2 separate regions of the Zea mays genome follow, and region 2 is linked to region 1. Evidence: chromatin contacts called from public Hi-C data. All regions are on one chromosome and are shown on one strand. Each heading gives the region's core, a stretch centred on a gene start, on an enhancer-like site or on the middle of the called end of the contact. The rest is flanking DNA. Distances are from core to core; before and after follow the strand shown. Region 1 holds the start of LOC100191464 (putative leucine-rich repeat transmembrane protein kinase family protein). Region 2 overlaps LOC100283392.

What was found. A called contact is a pair of places that touch in the nucleus more often than the background predicts.
Region 2: a Hi-C map of leaf shows a contact between it and region 1, with 1.9 times the contacts expected there. The contact joins the enhancer-like site here to the promoter of LOC100191464 in region 1. A contact is called at or near these places in 9 of 25 Hi-C or Micro-C datasets (bundle sheath, ear, endosperm and 3 more).

What each region holds. Positions count from the first base shown.
Region 1 is chr8:154,259,802-154,266,536 of Zm-B73-REFERENCE-NAM-5.0, forward strand. LOC100191464 (putative leucine-rich repeat transmembrane protein kinase family protein) reads left to right here and starts at 5,188. Exons shown (of 13, transcript NM_001136897.1): 1 at 5,188-5,356; 2 at 6,574-6,735. LOC103636169 (pentatricopeptide repeat-containing protein At1g30610, chloroplastic) reads left to right here. Exons shown (of 10, transcript XM_008658523.3): 8 at 1-87; 9 at 630-1,055; 10 at 1,169-1,815. The coding sequence ends at 1,543.
Region 2 is chr8:154,296,060-154,303,041 of Zm-B73-REFERENCE-NAM-5.0, forward strand. It overlaps LOC100283392, which reads right to left. Exons shown (of 3, transcript NM_001245900.1): 2 at 5,730-5,809; 3 at 5,075-5,495. The coding sequence ends at 5,242. Among protein-coding and RNA genes, the nearest start is that of LOC100283392, 5.6 kb to the right of the region's middle. Within about 2 kb of position 4,877, at least 6 of the 20 cell types and tissues checked have an H3K27ac peak or open chromatin away from gene starts, as enhancers often do. A contact at or near this core is called in ear, leaf and leaf mesophyll, where this site is marked.

The sequences.
Region 1 (6,735 bases), core at 3,938-6,437:
CGTGGAATTGTTGGTTCTGCTAGTCTGTATTATGACCTAGCTCGATGCCTTTGCAGTGGTGGACGGTGCAAAGAAGCACTTCTCCAGGTTTGTACTTAACAAGATGTAGTTAATATGTGCAGCACACTTAGCTTATGTTGACACAGAAATTAAATCTTTCTATGGCCATTTTGTATTGGGCATACTGAAGGATAACTACTTAAACTTCAAGGTTTAGGATCAATGGGCTATATTGTGTTGGCCTGAATATATTTTTCATAATGTTATAATACACTATTTTCTGCAATCGATAGATTTAAACGCTTATCTTTAATCATGGTTGTCTAGCAAACAGAAAATATAGTGTTCAAGGCATCTCTGCCTACACAAAGGAAGGCTATTGTTAGATGCATAAGCAAGATTGCAGAAACCATACTTGTACTGTAGTGGTGTTCTGAGCTATTATTTTAGATATGTGTAAGGTAAGGCTGGAATTAGGTTCTGAACCTATTCTAACCCTCTGTTTTCATTGCAGAGCTTTTGATTTGAGAAAACTTGCAAATCAAGAGTCATCTGTCTGTTGTTGTTTCATGCCTTCAGATTGCTTGTTTTGTCCCACTAACGTCTGTCTGATGACATCTACATTGCAGGTTGAAAAGATATGCAAGGTTGCCAACAAACCGCTGGTTGTTACCTACACAGGACTCATTCAGACTTGCATAGACAATGGTGGCATGGAAGATGCTAAATACATATTCAACCACATGTGCAACTACTGTTCACCTAATTCTGTTACTTGCAACATCATGATGAAGTCATATATTAAACATGGAATGCTTGAAGACGCGAAAGACCTGCTCCATGATATTCTGAATTGCAGGATAAGGAGTAAAGCGGATTCTAATCAAGTGGCAACCGCTGACAAGTTTACTTTCAATACTTTCATGGAGGCCTGTGCTGCAGCAAAAAGGTGGAATGACTTCGAGTATGCGTTTCGTGAGATGTTATTGAATGGGTACCATTTCGATGAGCGAAGACACCTTCGGATGGTACTTGACGCTTTTAGGCATGGGAAGGTACTTGCATTAGCAACTATCACTTGTAGGAGCAGAAACATTGTGTTCATTTCCAGCTACTTCTGGAACAATTCATGTGTCTTACCCTTAGTTCTTTCTTCATCACTATGCAGGAACAGCTGTTGGATGATCTATGGCACTACCTGTGCCGTCACAGCCGTGTCCCGCCCTCCCCTGTCATAATGGAAAGATTCTGCCTAAAACTGATGCAGGGAGATACACTGGCGGCGATCTCCTGCGTCAGCAGCTTCCATGAGGGCAAGATATGCAACGTCTCCTCCATGTCATGGCTCAATCTGCTGAGCCGCAATGCAGATAGGCTGAAGGAGGAGCATGTTACCAAGTTAGCTCATGAACTCAACAGCCTCATTAGCTTGAGGAGTTCCTCTGATAGCATTAGTCTTAGCCTGTACCAAAAAATTATTAGTAGCTGTACGGCATTCCTCTCTGGAGCCACAGTTGTAGAAAAGGCACCTTCTGGCCAATAGGTGGTGTTACAGAAATTATAATAACCACAGTTAGTAAATTCTAGTACTCCAAATCATAATTACCACGACTGATGGAGTGTATTGCATTCAACGTTTGGTTATCGGTACAAAGTTAGAAATGGAAAATTTTCACGTAAGGAATTAGTTCTTTTTTTAGTATAATACAAAGGCTGATTTGGGAGCATAAGCGATAAAGCTTGCTTTGTTTGATTAATTTTATACTGGTTACTTTCAAATTCACAAGTCATAATACCATGAGCATCATTTATTGATCTGTGACTGTGACTGGCAGTTATAAACAAAGTTTGTTGCCTATTGCCTCTGGGTGCAGCATTTGATATTGTACTGTGCCTACTTACTAGAAGTGTTTGATTGTGATAGAAAATACAGTATAACAGGATGCCGAAAACAACAAAGGTCGGTCCTATTATGCAGCCGTTGCCAAGTTCTGTTCCTCAAAAATATGATTACTCAAATACAGGGAAGTTTGAATATTGATAATTCAAAGCTTGAGGCCATAAGCTGCAAACACTCACCTTTTCCATATTTTTCATAGAGTATTGTTGCCAATTATTGCAGATGGATGTAGCAAGGAACAATCTGTATGCATGCTATGCACATGATTTCCGCTATATCCCTTGTCAACTTCTGTGGCTCAAGTATTGATCAGCACATGAGACGTTCGTCTTTTGATCTTTTCTTGGTTACCCTTGTAAAGATGTAAATCCAACTATCCAAGTTCAGAACCTCTAGGATAACAACACAGTGCGTGTCATTTCATTAAAAAGGAAAGACTTACAAGACCCACACCCACTCACACAGCACCCTAACTGTACAAACCAGTTCTAAAACATGACCAAAAGATAAGGCAAAGGCAAACTAATTTGGTGAAGATCATCCCGTCCTGACAACGACCAAATAATTAAATCTTGCAGATTTGAAGCACCAGCCCACCACCATATCCTGCATTCCTCCATGATCCGTCTAAGGATGTCAGGAATGCAAGTTAAAAAACACATGAATTTCTAAGCTTCCAAATCTCCCAAGTCGTTAAAATGATTAACGAATTCAGCCCCTTTCGCCTTTCTTTTGGCACAGGTCTAGCTACTTGTCTCCACCATTTGGGGAGTGTCGATTCAGCCATGTAGGTACCAAATCCGGTGTAATCTTAGTGCCAAGAAAATGTGTGACCAGAGTCCAGAGCTGTCTTGAGAAGACACAACCCACTAAAAGGTGATGGATGGTTTTTTCTTCCTGATCACCAAGAGGACAAGTCTCAGGATGAGATAGTCCTCTTTTAGCTAGCCTATCTGTTGTCCAGCACCGGTTTTTTGAATACCAGCCAGATGAAGAATTTGAAGCGAAGTGGAGCCCAACTCTTCCAAATTCTCTTCCAACGTGTAAAACGTATGGAACCAAAAAAAGAACGCAGCATAAGCAGACTTGCTACTGTACTCTCCAGACTGAGTTAAATTCCACTTATGCATTTTCTTACTTTTTTTCTTCAAGAACTGTCTTACTAATATTTAATCTGTAATGGCTGTACTGTTATTTTTATGTTCCATGTCATAAGCCATCAACTCAATATTGTTCTTCTGTTTACCCTTGTTTTGATGAACTGAGATTCGAACAATTCTTGTATCGAACACTGTGCAAGACTAAATGATTACAAAATAGAAGTGAAATTGTTCTCTGATATGAGGGACCGAAATTTCTTTTCCAGTGAAGTCTTTGTATCTTTATCCTGACCTTTTTTTTCTGAAAAAACAAATATTCCAGCCTATAATCTGATTAAGGAAAAATTAAAGATATATCAGATTCTTAATGTAGAAGTGTAACCAGTTATAATGCGTGCAAATAATAAGTAATTATGACACCAAATGTTGCAAAAATATGACATCCATCTGATATATAAGGCTATCTCTAGCATCTTACTCATCGTCATCTCCTATTTCAAAAAATCTATTTAGTACATTATACAATACAAAACAATATTTTATACACGCAAGAACAGATCCAAAGGGTGTTGTAGATAGGTCCCTGACTACCTTATAATTTGCTCCAAAAATAAACTACTACTCAGAGTTTAGGTCCAAAAATACAAATATATGTAATATGCAGCCTAACTTGATGAATTAAATACATTATAACACATTTTAGTTATTTTCTACTCATCCAACGAATTGATAGAAATTATATATATAGTACCAAATTATGCATGGTATTATTTTTGGTCTTGACTACTACCCTAGGTTAAAAATCCTAGGTCCGCCACGCTTTGCTGGCTATAGCTTAAGAAGCGACAATGCTATATTGGATATCAAAACAGATCGGTTCAACTAATGTATTGATCTTTGGAGGCATTTGAGCAGCACATCCATAGCAGGTCGGCAACGAACCTTTTTTATCCATGATTAGCTCCTTTCTGCAATGGATCTGATAGGGGAAGCTCGTTATGTTTTAGGCCCCGATTAATTAGAGGGACTAATCTTTGGTTAGAGGGATTTGCAAGTGTTGGTTAGAGCACCTATAATAACTAACTAAAAAATGACCCTAAATATGTAATTAGAAAGTTGCTAAACAAATTTCAGGAGAGAGAAAAAGCTTGGTCTCCATCAGATCATTAAATTTAGGAACTAAATCAAAATTTGAATCATCTCTACGCCGAAGTGGTATATTCAAAATTAAGTAAAACCGAGTGAAGGCGGACGTTCGACGCCTTTGTACGTGATTAGGGGCATGTTTGGTTTCGTGTTCTAAGTTATCACATTTTGTCTAACTTTTCTGTCTAATGTTAGTTCTTCAATTCAGACGACTAACTTTAAATAAAGTGTGACATATTTAGCCACAAACCAAACATGCACTAGGTCTTACGCGGTGAAGGCTTCTTTTTTTTTCTATAGCTAGTCAACCAGTTCAGTAGTGCACAACCGAGTGCAGTTCAGGTATTCTTTATATAGAGGTGGTGCTTTTTTTCAAATTTTTCTATAGTATCTTATCAGTGGCCAGATCATCCCCTATTTTAATCTTTACAATATAAACAATGCAAAACAGTGATTTGTACGATAATATGCATGACCTGTTGGAGACGGTCAGAGAATTCAAAGTGAATTCTTGATGCAACCTTATATTGATATGGACATATGGTATCCATGCCACTATCATGTGTGATGTGTTGAGACTTAAATCTTGACATATATTTGACGAGGTTATTCTCAAAAGAAATAAAGTAGGGAACGGATGCTGTTGCTGTGTTGCAAGTGCGCGTTGAATTCAGGAGAATGGCCTTCACGACGGTTGTCTGGCACCACGACGACGTGCGGCAGGCGAGGATTTCCATTTCATTTTCTCAACGGAAGAACGACGGACATAAACTGAATGAGTAAATAAACAAATTTCGGAAAAAAAGAAGAACGACGGACATAAATAAAGCGAATAAATCATTATTATTTGTCGAAAGAAAAAGACAAGGCACAGCCAGTGATACGGGGGACAGCTAGGCTGGCCCACAGCTCCAAGGCATCGTCAATCAATTAGCTAAAGCAATAAAAAAATCACTAGAATTCCCCCTCGTTTGCGCGTCTCTTCGAACCCCACCTCACCTGCCCCCCGCGCGGGCCCTACCGCGCGTCTCTTCGAACCCAAGCCAACCAGGCAACCAGCCGTGAGCCCGTGATTCGCCTCGGCTCGCCGCCGGCCGCCGGCCACCGGCCCCCACACCACGACAGATCGCAAGCTTGTGAGGAGCTCCGCGCGACTAAAGCGATCTAATCACCTAGCCGCCGGCCGCCAGGCCGCGGCGCTGAACCACGGGTAAGGGTCCATCTCTGCAGCGCCTCAGCGAGTTGCAACGCTATCGGCATCTGTCGATCGCATTTCCTATCAGCTAGCCCTGGAAACCTTAGCTCCGTGTTGTTGGCTTGTTGCTCTTCCCTTAACAAAACTCTTTGATTTTTTATTTTTAGTTTCGAAAAGGTAGCTGCAACCGATTTGGGATTCTTGACCCGGTTTAACTATTCCCGTCCCTTGTTCAGAAATTTATTTCCTTTTCCCCTTGAAGCACAGCAAAGCAAGGCTATTCGGGTGTTTAAAGGGTGTTCAAAGGCTATTCGGGTGTTTAATTGGTGTTTAAAGGGTTTATTAATAAACTATATTTATAGATACTTTTTTCTCTTGTATAATATAGTTTTTAATTGTCTATTGAGTTTAGAGAACCGTTTTAATATCTATACACATGTTCTAATAAATTTATTTCCTTTACCCCCGGAACAATGTCAATGCGGTGCGGGCCATATTCTCCTGCCATATGGGATGATGATGGGCGCGGGCGCCAAAGGGTTTCTAAAATGCGGGCCGTCGAATCCGTCGCCGGAGATGACGATGTCAGCGCGCGCGCGTTCTGCAGACTTGCAGAGTCGCGTTCCACCCTTGATGACAACGACCTCCCTGTCCCTCATATATTATCCAGTTTTTTAAGCCCGTCTCTGGAATCCTGGCGTGGAATTGTCCTACAGGTGGCGGAGGAAGAATTCTCTTCACGACTGTCGCTTTTATTTTTTATTTTTATTTTTTAAAAAGGCGCGACCTCAAACACGATTACAGCCAAGAGGATGCGCCGTGAAATCTTCTTTCAAAGTGTGTTTGTTTGTCTGTTTGTTTTCTTTTTGGCTTCGTCGTGTCGCGCCTGCCGTTCTTGGTCTCTTCTCCAATTACCTACCCGTTCCTCCAACAGCGGACGACCGCTGTTTCCCTCCTCCTCTCCCCACATCTCTCTCTCCTCTCCCCCCTCTTCTCCGCTGCCCCACCCGCCGCCGTGTAAGCACCCCTTCTCCCATTCCTCTTTTCGGTTTCTCGATTCGAATCGCGTGCTGTGTGAGCAAGATCGTCAGGCAAAACCCAAAAAAAAGGGGCGCTAGAGCTGTTTTGTTCGCTTTATGGTGATCGCAAGTTCCCTCCGCTCCCCGTCGCCCTTTTTCTGGCGCCTCTGACCTGTTCCTGTTCCTGCCTGTTTGTTTCCTTGTTGCACGCAGGCGCGAAGCGTACGCGAGGCTGCCGCGCCTGGGTCTGGGTGGAGCTCGCGTCGTCCCTGCAGCTACCGCGGGCGCAATGCCTGCCCCCCGCGCCTGACCATGCATCCCAGGCGGCTCAAGAGGCTGGCGAAGAGGATCACGTGACGACGCCTCGCCGTCGTC
Region 2 (6,982 bases), core at 3,627-6,126, 36 kb after region 1:
TGCAAGAACTCCTCTCTAGCCACTTAGCTTTATTGTGCTAACTCCTAATCAAGTTTTGTAGCATTAAGTTTCAAGTTTTTACAGGATCACCTATTCACCCCCCCTCTAGGTGCTCTCAACAAGCCTCAAAGCACGAGCACAAACACGCACACAAGTCACAACTTGAGCTCTAAGATCACACACGGAGTTCTCAACTCAAGAGGAGCTCAAATTGCTATCACAACGAATCAAATGCGCTAGAGAGATGTCTTGGTGCTAAGAGATGATCAAAGAATGCTTGGTGTTCTCCTTCATGCGCCTAGGGGTCCCTTTTATAGCCCCAAGGCAGCTAGGAGCCGTTGAGAGCAATCCAGGAAGGCAAATCTTGCCTTCTGTCGACTGGTGCACCGGACAGTCCGGTGCACCACCGGACACTATCCGGTGCAGATTTCTTTCCTGTTTTGGCGCAGCCGACCGTTGGTGATTTGGAGCCGTTGGCGCACCAGACACTGTCCGGTGCCCCCTTCAGACCGTTGGCCCGGCCACGCGTCACGCGCGGATTGCGCGGCCGACCGTTGGCTCGGCCGACCGTTGGCTCACCGGACAGTCCGGTGATTTTTAGTCGTACGCCGCCGACGAAATCCTGAGAGCGGCCTTTTCACCAGAGCCAGCCTGGCGCACCGGACACTGTCCGGTGCACCACCGGACACTCCGGTGCACCCAGACTGAGCAGAGCCTTGGCTGCTCGAGCCAAGTCTTTTCAATTTATCTTTTCTCTGATTGTAGCACTTAGACAAATATGTTAGTACACAAAAACCAATGTACTAAGTCTAGAATCATACCTTTGTATTGATTTGCACTTTGTCCACCATTTGGCATAGTTTAACACATAACCATTGTGTTGGACACTTAATCACCAAAATACTTAGAAATGGCCCAAGGGTACATTTCCCTTTCAGTTACATTATTCCAATAAAGGATCAAGGTCTTGTTTGGTTTGTTATGTTTTTTTCCTATGAAGGGATGGCAAAAGCTTTGTCAGTTTTTTTATTAGAGCTAAGAAATATAAAAACAAGAGTTGGTCCATTTTTTCAAGTGAAAACCAATCACACAACATAATCCCCAACTAACAACTAGACTACACAACTCACCATGGATTTTAGCTACGACAAAAGAGAAGCCGGCTATAAACACAATCAAGAGAGAGCGCTCGCCTCTACTCCCTCTAGTGGTAGACTCAGATAAGACCGGAGGTCATCAAATAGTTCATGATTCGTTAGTTTAGAATAAGATACAACAACTATATATTAAGGGTAGACTTAGATAAGAGTATAAGACCGGAGGTCATCAAATAGTTCATGATTCGTTAGTTTAGAATAAGATACAACAACTATATATTAAGGTTGGTCGTACTCTAGTCGTACGAGTGGATAGTACGTGAAGCACTTCGATCAAGATAATAACTCATTAACAACCGCTACAACAAGATAACTTCAATGTTAAGGCACACCATATGCCCAAAGCAACTGCAAGGTACATGCAAGGTTAGATATGAAGATATGAAGGGGGGCTCCACCCCCTACGTCCATGAAACTTCATTGCAGTGACAGACGCAGGACAAAATTCTAGGTGGGGCAACACCGTGAGAAACAAATCACTAGACTAGACCATCAGATAAAAATAGTGTCATGATAATAATATAGAGGTTAAGTGATAATACGAGGAGTGTTCCAAAATGACATGAATACCGAAAATTCAATTTGGCCACCCTAAAGGATAGCAGGAGAGGAGAAAGGGGTGGGCTGGCGGAGGCGAGACGGAGCGGCACATCGGCACGTCGGTATGGTGAGTCACGAGTCCATCGCGAGATGGCGACGGTGAGGCGACAACAGGGGGTAGGGACTAGGGAGGGCAGGTGGCAATGCGGCGGTGCCGGCAAGCGGCACCCGACGGCTCGGTGGAACCCAGTAAGATAGCGAGGGCATATAGCGTTGTGGTGCCAAGGCAGGATGCCATCGATAGCCTGCCCATCCGCCGGTACGGACTAGGAGACAAAGTAGTGGCGCTACGTGTAGGATCCCTACGAGACAACAACTCGAGTGACGAAGAGGTAATGTGGCACTGGCAGCGGGAGGGTTAGGTCATCGAACCGATCATTTGATGACCACGAGTGTGCTAGCGATAGGGGAGGGAATCGAACGGTTTGGGTAGGGAGTGGGTTGAGCATTGAAGCACCGAGTAAAAGTTAGATCAAAGACTAGTTTTCATTAAATTTAATCTGACCTACTATATAGAAGTTTGTTTATTTTGTTGTATATCTAAGTCTAGGTGTAAGAGTTTATCAAAATTGAGGTGGGGCCATGGCCCCCATTGTCCATCCCTTGAGTCCGCCCCTGTTTCATTGGATATAGAGGTAGAGTATATAGGAGAAATGAGGAAGGAGAGAGAAAAATGAGCTTCCACTCCATTGAAAAAAGAGGTGGACGGTAGAGGAGAACAAGGAGGATGAACAGAGAAAAATAAATCCTTCTATCAACTTGTGTTGCTTTCGTCATTGGTCACTAGAAAATTAATCCGCTTTAATATATTTCTGAATACGCCACGAGGTACAGGGGATTCACCCAAAACCGCTAAATTGCATTGCTATTGGCAAGAACCAACGAGATATTTAACTATTTATCACTCTACGAATATTAAGTCTCCGGTAGTCATTATTACACGTGAATCTATATTTTTGCCATTATAGAGAGGAGATGCACTAAATTATTACACGTATGCACTAAATTATTACACGAGAATCTATATTAAAGTTGTCTGCGTCTGTTAATTGATTAATTTAGGCGGTCACTGCTACAATAGCCGCCTCCATTGATATGATGGATCCATTATAGAGGCGGCTGTTAGCCTCCTATCATGTTTTTTTAATCTGCATGTGATTTATAAACTGTGTATTTTAAGTTTCAACGTATGCTTAATTTGTGTGTAGATTTCGAGTCAGCGAGTCATGTGTAAATAATTTTATAAGAGTCACTAATTTTTTGAGCTAATCATAAAATATCTCTCAGCAGCCCTCTTAATTTAATTTGACCCTTTTATACTTAAATCCTGTCTTCGCCCTGGTGATGAGAACCTTTTGCTACCTAGTATAGTTCAAAGATCTCTTAACTGCGATATAAACAAAACACATAAGGCTATATTTGGATATTCTAGTATTCACCTCAATCCATATGTGTTGAGGTGGATTGGGGTGTAAATTAACACCCCAATCCACCTCAACACATGTGGATTGAGGTGAATAATAGAGTACCCAAACAAGGCCTAACGAAACTACCAGATACCGAATTAGGGGTACCCAAATCATAACTCTAAAATGCCTAGACGCTTGAGTAAGAAAAGGTCATAAGAAAACACGCTCCCAACCTTACCAAGGCGCGTAGAACCTAAGTCGCAACTCGCACGAGGCCAACCTCGGGCGGAAAACGCATTCCCAACTCGCCCGAAGGTGTCTCGGGCGGTGCCCCGGAGCATGCCCACCTCGGCCAACCACTCCGATCCCAGAACGTGTGTCCGTACGTTCACCTGCCCCATTGAAGGTGCCAAAGTCAACAAAGGACGATACGGTTACGGTCTAATCTACCTTACCGCTCACGACGATGGTAAGGGCGCGAATACGGGGCACTGTTCCCCCACTCCGATCACTGTTTCAACCACCCAGAGCGTGGCTACATGTAATGTCTAATCCCGACCTTGGCTTCGGGAGAAATCTTTGCCTCGCCCGAGCCCGGCCTCGGCTAACTGCCCCAGTAAGGGAGCACGCACATTAAATGCCACCTACTCTCTCGCGAACCTCGCAGAAGACCATGCCAAGCACTATTTCAACCACTCCGACTCGAGAAACTTGGAAAACATCTCATCCACACCCTGTACCGGCTAGGGCTCAGACGTCTGTCCATGCTCCTGAACCCAGCCTCAGCTGTCTACCCAATCAAAGGAACATGCTATAGGGATCAGACGTCCTTCTCCTGACCAAAAGACAACACAAGGACGAGGGCCATCCTACCGGCCATGCCGCTACAGGGCTCGAACACATCTTCTCTAACCACAACAATAACATAACAACCCTTGTACTCCTAGTCCCCCTTACGACTATAAAAGGAGGAGCCCGGAGCCTTCATGGGAAGACTTCACGGCTCACGACTCACCTCACTCCTGATATTGGCACTCGCTACAATCATACTCAGAGACTTGTAACTCACCCCCTCTCTCGACTTGCTTGTATCCCCACTATGAGCACTTAGGTACAAGATAATATAAGTCTCCATCCTCGCTGGATGTAGGTTCTTCTCTTGCTCGAACTAGAATAAATCCTGTGTGTCTTCTTGTATCAATCATACAGGACAAGGATACGCAACACAAATTTACTAGTTGGTTAAGACGCTCGAGTCAAAACACCGACAGAAACAAGAGCGTAGAGGAAGGTTTTTCTTTATTTGTGCTGGTTGCTTTGGTCAAGTTTACCACACGTGTCTGAGAGCGCCATGGAGCAAGGAGATCGACTGGCTCCTCTAGGTCGCCGTCTCGACGACCACATCGTCGAATTAATCAATGTCCAAATACTTGGTCGTTTCTGGCATGTCATGACCTTGATGTTTGTCTCGCCGACCATTGTAAACATCAAGGTCAGCAATGAAATACCCCGACGTCACGTCACTAATATTTCCGGTCGATTTCACCATGCCACTGCAGTTTTGACATGCACGCTGCATTTCTGAAACGGGCCCAGTAAATAGTTTATGCTTGCACACAAAAAATAGGACCACGGGATGTTGGCCTTGGCCGAGGGAAGCTAACACGCGTTGCTGTCCAAATTTATTACTGATCGCATGCATCTGAGCACGGCTGCTACCAGAAACCGCTGCACGGCCGGCGAGCACATAACCCGTCGTTGCCACGCATCCCACCATGGCCGCTCATGTTTTAGCATCTAAAGGAGCGCGCAAAGCTGCACTCTGCACGACGGCAGCAAATTGCAGGAAAAAAAAATACTCGGTCGTTCTCTCAGGATCAACTTTGTGTCACGGCGGATCAGAGAGTTCCTCAAACCGGTGAACATAAACAACACGGATACCAAATCGTGCATGACTCAGTGACGACCGTTCCATACACAACACCGAACTAGACCTTGCCCAACGACAAGTTATTCAAAGGCGAGTTCAAACTATAGACCGATCGTTGCTGCGGCTTCTAGAGGAGACGGAGCTTCTAAAGCGCCTTCAGGATCTCCTCAGCGCCGGAGATCGTGAACTGCCCGCCTTCCTCGATGTTTGCGACGGTGACCGTGAGGTCGTCGGCCAGGAGAGCGAACCTCTTCGAGCGCACGCCCAGCCCTTTGTCCGTGAGATCGAGCTCGAGGTCGAGCGCCTTGGTGTACGCTCCAGATCCGTCGGCGAGGAACTTCACGTGCTTGTTCTCGGGGTAGGTCTTCGCCCACGCCTTCATGACGAAGGGGTCGTTAACTGCATGTCACAGCGGAAACAAGTTCTGTCATGATCTGGCTCTGGCTGGCCTACTAGCTGCTTTTGGTCGAGGAGGCCATACACGCGCAACATGGCAAACTGATGGTATTCAGTCCGTGTAAAACAGGATAGTAGGTCAGGATTTTGCTTTTGTTTTAAGCTTTAAACATTTGACGATGAAGAAATAAGCAAAAAAAAAAAAGACAGACAGGCAAACATATGCTGGAAACGTACCGCTGATAAGCAGGATCTCGTCTACACCCTTGGCTTTGAGCTGCTCAGCCTGTGTGATGAAGCCTGGCACATGCTGGTTGCTATGAACATAGAAGACACGCACGGAATAGAGACAGCATGAGTGCTTCAGCTTTTCACAGAACAGTAGAAAGATTTCAGAGATATAGGAAGCAACAAAACTACTGGCTTCGGTTAGTGGAATTTACCTTCAAATCTAATCCTTTTAGATTTTAAGTAGTTTGCAATTTTCCATTGAGCTTCTCGAACTAAAGCAGCTAAGCAATTTTAGGTTAGTACTCCCTTTTCATTCCAAAATTGGTATGCCGTTCTGACCTTTTTATATACATATACTTTTTACTTTTTACTGCGTGTATAGACAATAATGTATATCTATGCGCCTTTGCTATGCACCTAGAAAACCCAAAACGGCTTACAATTTGGAATAGAGGAGTAATAAGCACTAACTCAAACTAGCTATGATCCGTAAATAACCAAAACAAGAGATAATACCTTTTGTTCACACTATAAACTGGAATCATGGGCTGTAGTTAGACTAGATAAAATTCAGTAGCTACAAGAGGAAAGCTACAATGCATGAAAAATACACTGGTCTGTAAAGGGACAATTAATCAAGAAGGACCTGCCTACACAATCACAATCACAATCCATTAATTGGGAGGGGGCCGTGGTTTCCACTGAAGATGCGGATCTTTCTACATGCGCGACACTTTCTCTTCCCATCGTTTGTGGGATGGGTGCTGCTTGAAGGCTCAGATCTCAACAATCGCAGTCCTTATTCAAGTTGCATGTACAGTTGGGCGAACTAAGACCTGTTCCAAGCCTCTAGAGCTAAGGTGTTGTTTGGTTCACGAAATGTAACGTAAATGGAAATGGTTCACACCCGAGTACCAGTGGTAACAAGTTTGAAACTTTGAATATGTCGATATTAGTCCCTAGTGTGATATCTGATTATGGTTGGACTTAAAAAAACATGATGTAAAGTTATCGGCTACCCATTACGTTACAAATATATGAACCAAACAACACCTAATTGTTAGTCAACTAATAAGTCATTAGCTGGTTTTGGGTGGGTTGGAGCAGCTAACAACTAATAGCTATGCTATTTGAGAGGCATAACTAACAATTAGCTGACATGTTCTAAATCACTCAGCTAATTTTAGCAGCTAACTATTAGTAGTTTAGAGGTTCAGAATAGCGCCTCAATACAGGGGCGGAGCAAGGGGGCAGGGGCC